Linked DNA regions of Mus musculus: region 1 is linked to region 2. The links are chromatin contacts, called in public Hi-C maps. All regions are on one chromosome and are shown on one strand. Each heading gives the region's core, a stretch centred on a gene start, on an enhancer-like site or on the middle of the called end of the contact. The rest is flanking DNA. Distances are from core to core; before and after follow the strand shown.

Region 1 (2,783 bases), core at 265-2,764, 410 kb after region 2:
CGTTCGGCTGCAGACAGTTCTAACCAGCACAAACAGCAACTGACGTCGGGATTCCTGAGAGCATCTTCGCAGTTCTCAGTCTCCCAGACTCTCAAAGCATCTGACCGTGGCTGGGAGGGCCACTGGCAAGCAGGTTTTGCTAACCAGACCAGATCTCAAAAGATGAAGTAGTGTCCAAGCCAGAAAAACCTCATGACACTCAGGCAACTGCAAGAAGCCAAAGAGGCTCCCTAGTTTCAATCTGCCGCTGCGGTAGAGAGCCAGGGAGCCTTTACTGGGGGCTGAAGCTTTTGGGGGGGGGGGGCATTGAAGCCATCGGGCCCTGCTTGCCATGAAGAGATCTGGATACAAATGCACTATTGGTTTCCCATGCAAGGTGCATGTAAGGGAGAGTCACTCAACACAACAGATTCCCTCTAATGTCTCGCCAGAAGGAAGGGACGCCCAGGGGATGCAGGGAGGAGCACAGCCTCAGTCTTCCCGTGTTAAGAGTGTGAGGCCACATGTCTTCCAGGTTGTAAGGGCTGCTCAAGGAGCCTGTGAACACATATCTGGTTGGCTCCTGTAGGAACACAGGTCTATTCTGCAGGTCACAGACACACTCATTTTAGTTGGCAGGTTTGGGGCAACCAAACTCTTAAGTACAATCACTGCCCATCACCTGACAGGAAGGATGGAAGGGGAAGCACCCCTTTCCCAAGTTAGCCAATCAAAACCTTCTTTAGTTGCTTTCTCAGACAGAGCTATGTAAGATGCACTCATGTTCTATGCCTTATGATCTGGGGTTCAAACTTTGCAGGTAAACAAACTCCCATGTTGAGCCATTTTTTTCTTGGTAACCTAAAACTTAGCAGCCCTCCTCCCCCATTCCACAAGCCCCGGACCCCCGAGTCTAATTACTGATCAACTTTTAAGCATATTCCTAGTACAGCTCAGAAATCACTAAGACCCTACTTTCCTTCTATGCTTCAGGAATGCATATACCAGCTATCTTAAATGGAGGATTGAATAATGTCTTGTGGAGCTGGTAGACTTCTGTAAAGCAATCCTGTTTGCCCACCCCAACACCAATCACTTCTGCTCTGGATTCTCCTTCACACACTGCAGAGGCCTTGGCTGAGTTCTGCTCTGGAGGGTGGAGCAGTCACCTATCTTAGAGCTGCATGTTACCCTGCATCCTGAAGGGAATCAGTCACCCCCCCCCCCCCAACCTGGATGCTGTCTATATCCTGCCTGTCCCTATCCAGTCCACATAACTCCTCTGCATCTTTTCAGTCATTTCTATGAAATTTTTTTGTTTAAAATTCTTTTTTCTGTGCAGTGTTGGGGGTCAAGTCCAGGGCCCTGTACACGTCAGGCAAATGTTCAACCACTGAGCTACACAGGTATAATTCTTTTGGAGACAGGGTTTCATGTAACCCAAGCTGACCTGAAACTCACTATGTAGCCTAGAATGACCTTGAACTTCTGACCCCCCCTCCCCCCAGTGCTGGGAATACAAGCTCACCACACCTGGCTTCTGCAGTGCTGGGGGTTGGACTGAGGGCTTTCTGCAGCTAGGCAGGCATTCTGCCTGCCGCTGTGCTATTATTTCCCTACATCCTTAACTGATTTTATTTTTATTTACAGTTCCTCTCTGTAGTCCTGACTGGCCTTGCACTTATAGCTTAAAGCTGTGTGACACAACACCAGCCCCCAATTGTTTAAAACTAAACTAAACACTTTAAAGTGTAACTCTAGGCTTACAGTGTTGAATTCCATCATGGGCTTGATTTTTCCCCCTAGTCAGTTCTCAACTGCAACCAAATGATGTAAGTTTGAAAAAAAAAAAAAAAAGCATGCTACCTGGACATTATAGATTGTGCCTATAACTTCATAAACCCAGCTACTTTAGGATTGCTAGTTCAAGACCAGCTTGGGCTGTAAGAAATCTCCTCAAAAATAAAAGCATGCTGGGGTGGGGTGGAGTAGCATGCTAATAGGTATGAACAGACCTCAGTTAAAACTCACCCCACATCTCCCCTAGACTGGAGGCTTCTAAAGACCAGGCTCCTGTCGGGTTTAGCTGCTGCTGAACTTGTGGGCTTCAGGGATACTCCATGTTTGATGAATTAACCGATGAATTCTTGCTCATACTGCATAGCTTTGATGGGAAGAGCTAACTTCCTATTAAGAACATAAGATTTGATCTCTCCCTTATCACAGCACAAAACGTGCAACAGAAAACCTAAGAAACATCTAGAAACCATTTTTGGTATACAGGATGCAGAAACTCCTATCTGGGGAAACCTAATGTTTGAAGAAGGTAAGAGTGAATCAGAGTGGTGAGGAGCCAAGGACCACACCAGGCGGCAGTCCTCTCAGGAGGGCTGCCCTCTAACCTCCCCCTCCCGTACTCCCAAGATGTGATGCTTCCGCTGGTCAAAAAAAGTAAGGCACGAAAGAAAAGCAAGAACATCAAAGGCTCACCCCAAGTCCTGACTGCGGCTCAGTGCAAGCCCTGAGGGGATGCAGGAAACACCAAATGCTATTGTGTTAACTACCGAGAGGGAAATTACACAGTTCTGGTCAGCCACAGACTTTATTAAATCCCAAGACTGGCTTTTACTTTTCTTTTTCGGTGGTAAGGATCAAACTCGGGACCTCACACACTACACAGGAGTTCCACCAAACCATACCCCTCAGCCCTGTGGCACTGCTAGTGATACACCAGACAGTTCGGCCACAGGTAGCAACGGGAATGCGCTGGGTGAACTGGGCATAGTTGTGTGCACCTGTAATCC
Region 2 (2,700 bases), core at 147-2,646:
ACCACAGAGCATGAAGAAGAACGGGATGTACAGGCGCCTGCTTGGGCGGGGTGCAGGGGGGTGACCAGGATGGCCATTGCAAGACGTTGGCTGGTGCTGCCCCTGAGCTGAGAATGGTCATTGGCAGGGCCTGGTGGCCCAGTGCTGATATGAGGGGCAAGGCCAGGGATCTTGAGAGGCAGGGGGCTCCAGGCTGGGTTATGAAACGGCTGCTGTCACATCCCCGTTGGGCCTCAGTTTCCTTACATGGTAACAGTGTGGCTGGAAGGTGGCAGTGCCAGCACCTGTAATGGTGTGTGCCTGGAATCCCAGCCTTACAAGCTGGAGCAGGAGGATGGAGAGGTTGAGGCCAGACTGGGCTATACATCGAGACCCTGTCTCGAAAACAGTTAATAAAGCCAGGTGTGGTGGTGCATGCCGGCAGCACTTGGGCTGTTAAGAAGATCTGAACTCCAAGGTCACCCTCGGCTGTCTCAAAAAGACAAAAGAGGAGGCTGGAGAGATGGCTCAGCAGTTGAGGACACTTTCTGCTCTCCAGAGGACCTGAGTTCAGTTCCCAGCACCCACGTCAGATCTCCTTTGTGGGTATCTGAGCACACATGTTTTTACACACATACATATAAAATTTAAAACACACACACACACACATACAAAGCAATAAATGAATAAATGAGTTGTGCTGGTCAGAGGGCACAGCAGGTTAAAATATTCGAGCGTGGGCCCCATGACCTGAGTTCAGTCCTTGGAACACACAATGAATGGAAGGGGAGGCCAAACTCCTGAAAGTTACCCTCTGACTTTCACAGTTGTTCAGTGGCACACCTTTACACACACATACACACAGCCACGCCATACACATAAGTGAATAAGACTTAGAGGAAGTGTTGTACAAAGGGGTGGAGTCTCGTGGTCTCGGAGGCAGTGATTCTTAGGAACCACAGTCAGCCTTCCTGTTGTCTGCAGCTCAACCTCGGCGCCAGGCTCAGGGCTCTTAATCCTTCCCACCCTGATTTCATCATCCCGTTCTACAGCTAGCCGAGGCTCTGAGAGGTGACTTGCCAAGGTCCCACTTCCCTCTGATTAAACCCGGTCTGAGGGCTGAGGAGGTTGCCGGGCAGTTAGGGGCCCTGGCTTCCAAGCCCGACCAGCTGAGTTCAATCCACAGGACCCACACGGAAGGAGACTCCCAGATTTGTCATCCACCTCCGCAGGTGCGCCACAAGGCACAAAACGATAGGAAAGCGGCGCCGTCCGGTTTCATCGGAATCCTGCCCTCTGCTTAAGCGCATCCTAAAATCGAGGGAGGAGGTATTCCACAAACTGACCCGAGCAGCGGCAGTTCACTAACTCTGTAGGAGAAGCAGTTCTCTTAGGCAGCCACCAGGGGGCAGCAGAGGCTGGGGCTGGGCTGGAGGACTGCGTGCCACACCCTGTGGTCTCCCTGTGCTGGTTGGTGGATGGAGTCAGCCTGATGCTCAACTGTGTCGTGGGGTAGGGTAGAGGCAGCTGCCGCAGGCTGGACAGGAGCTGAGGGAAGGCACAGCTTCTGGGATCAGGAGCCCGTTCAGCACTGGTCTCTGCTCCAAGTCTGGAATAAGCTAGTCTCAGAGGCTCGTGACCCGTGGCCTAGGCTGCCCGCTGCAGCAGCTTGCCCAAGTTCTTGGCAGAACAGTTGCCAACACGGACAGTGGTTTACCAAAGTATCAGGCTGTTTACCGAAGCGCCTCCTTTAGCAGAAGCCCCAGGAATCCTTTCTATTTGTATCGTCCAGATTTCGACCACGCAGGAAACCAAATCTCAGAAAGGGGCTGGGACTAGTCTGAGCTCACACAGCAAACGACTCCCGGGAACCCAGGCCTACCTGACATATTGTCTCCCCAGGGAGCCCTTTGTGTGAATGTGTGGTGTGGTCTGTGTTCTGTATGTAGGGTGTGTGTGCTGTGTATGGGAGAGTGTGTGTGAGTGTGTGTGTTGTGTATCTGAGTGTATGTGTGTGTGTGTGTGTTTGTGTATAGTGTGTGTGTATGGTATGTGTGCATGTAATGTGTGTGGTGTGTATGCTTGTGGTATGTATGGTATGTATATATATATGGTGTATATATGTTGTGTGGGTGCATGTGTGGTGTGTGTATATGTATGGTGTATATGTTTGGTGTGTGTGGGCACGTGTGTGTGTCTATGTATAGTGTGTGGTGTGTGTCTATGTATGGGGTGTGTGTGTGTGCGCGCGCGTGTGCATCTGTGCGTGCCTGTGTGTGCTGTACAGGTAGGTGAGTGTGTGGAGACCATTAATGTCCTCCCCTACCATCCACCTCATCTCCTTGATACAGGTTCTCTTACTGAGCCTGGAGGTTGAAACCCAGCTCGACTCCCTTGCCAGAGTCCTGAGTCTTCTGTCTCTGCCCCTCATCTATGAGGGTTCATGCTCAGCCACACCCAGCCTTTTACGTGGGTCCTGGGCACCCAAACTCAGGGCCTCACGCTTGCATAGCGAGCATTCTTACCCACTGAGACATCTCCCAGCCAAAGCCTCCTCAATAGTGAGCTCACCCCAGCCTCCCCTCTTCCCTAGCTCTCAAAGCACGTGGTGCCTGCTGTTCTCACAACAGCTTCTTCGGAAGGCTGGCGGCTGTGATGGGGAGGAACCCACTAACGCTGGACTGAGGCTTCGTCGGACGGGCTGTCCAGTAGCCCTTGCTG

Evidence for each region. A called contact is a pair of places that touch in the nucleus more often than the background predicts.
Region 1: a contact with region 2 is called in a Hi-C map of embryonic stem cells, with 5 times the contacts expected there. The contact joins two enhancer-like sites. A contact is called at or near these places in 1 of 39 promoter capture datasets (pre-B cells), 1 of 484 Hi-C or Micro-C datasets (embryonic stem cells) and 1 of 115 datasets of contacts at active chromatin or transcription factors (embryonic stem cells).

Annotation. Positions count from the first base shown.
Region 1 is chr4:141,677,732-141,680,514 of GRCm38.p6, forward strand. No RefSeq gene overlaps it. Among named protein-coding and RNA genes, the nearest start is that of Rsc1a1, 6.6 kb to the right of the region's middle. Within about 2 kb of position 1,515, at least 6 of the 459 cell types and tissues checked have an H3K27ac peak or open chromatin away from gene starts, as enhancers often do. A contact at or near this core is called in embryonic stem cells, where this site is marked.
Region 2 is chr4:141,272,040-141,274,739 of GRCm38.p6, forward strand. No RefSeq gene overlaps it. Among named protein-coding and RNA genes, the nearest start is that of Gm13056, 5.0 kb to the right of the region's middle. Within about 2 kb of position 1,397, at least 167 of the 459 cell types and tissues checked have an H3K27ac peak or open chromatin away from gene starts, as enhancers often do. A contact at or near this core is called in embryonic stem cells, where this site is marked.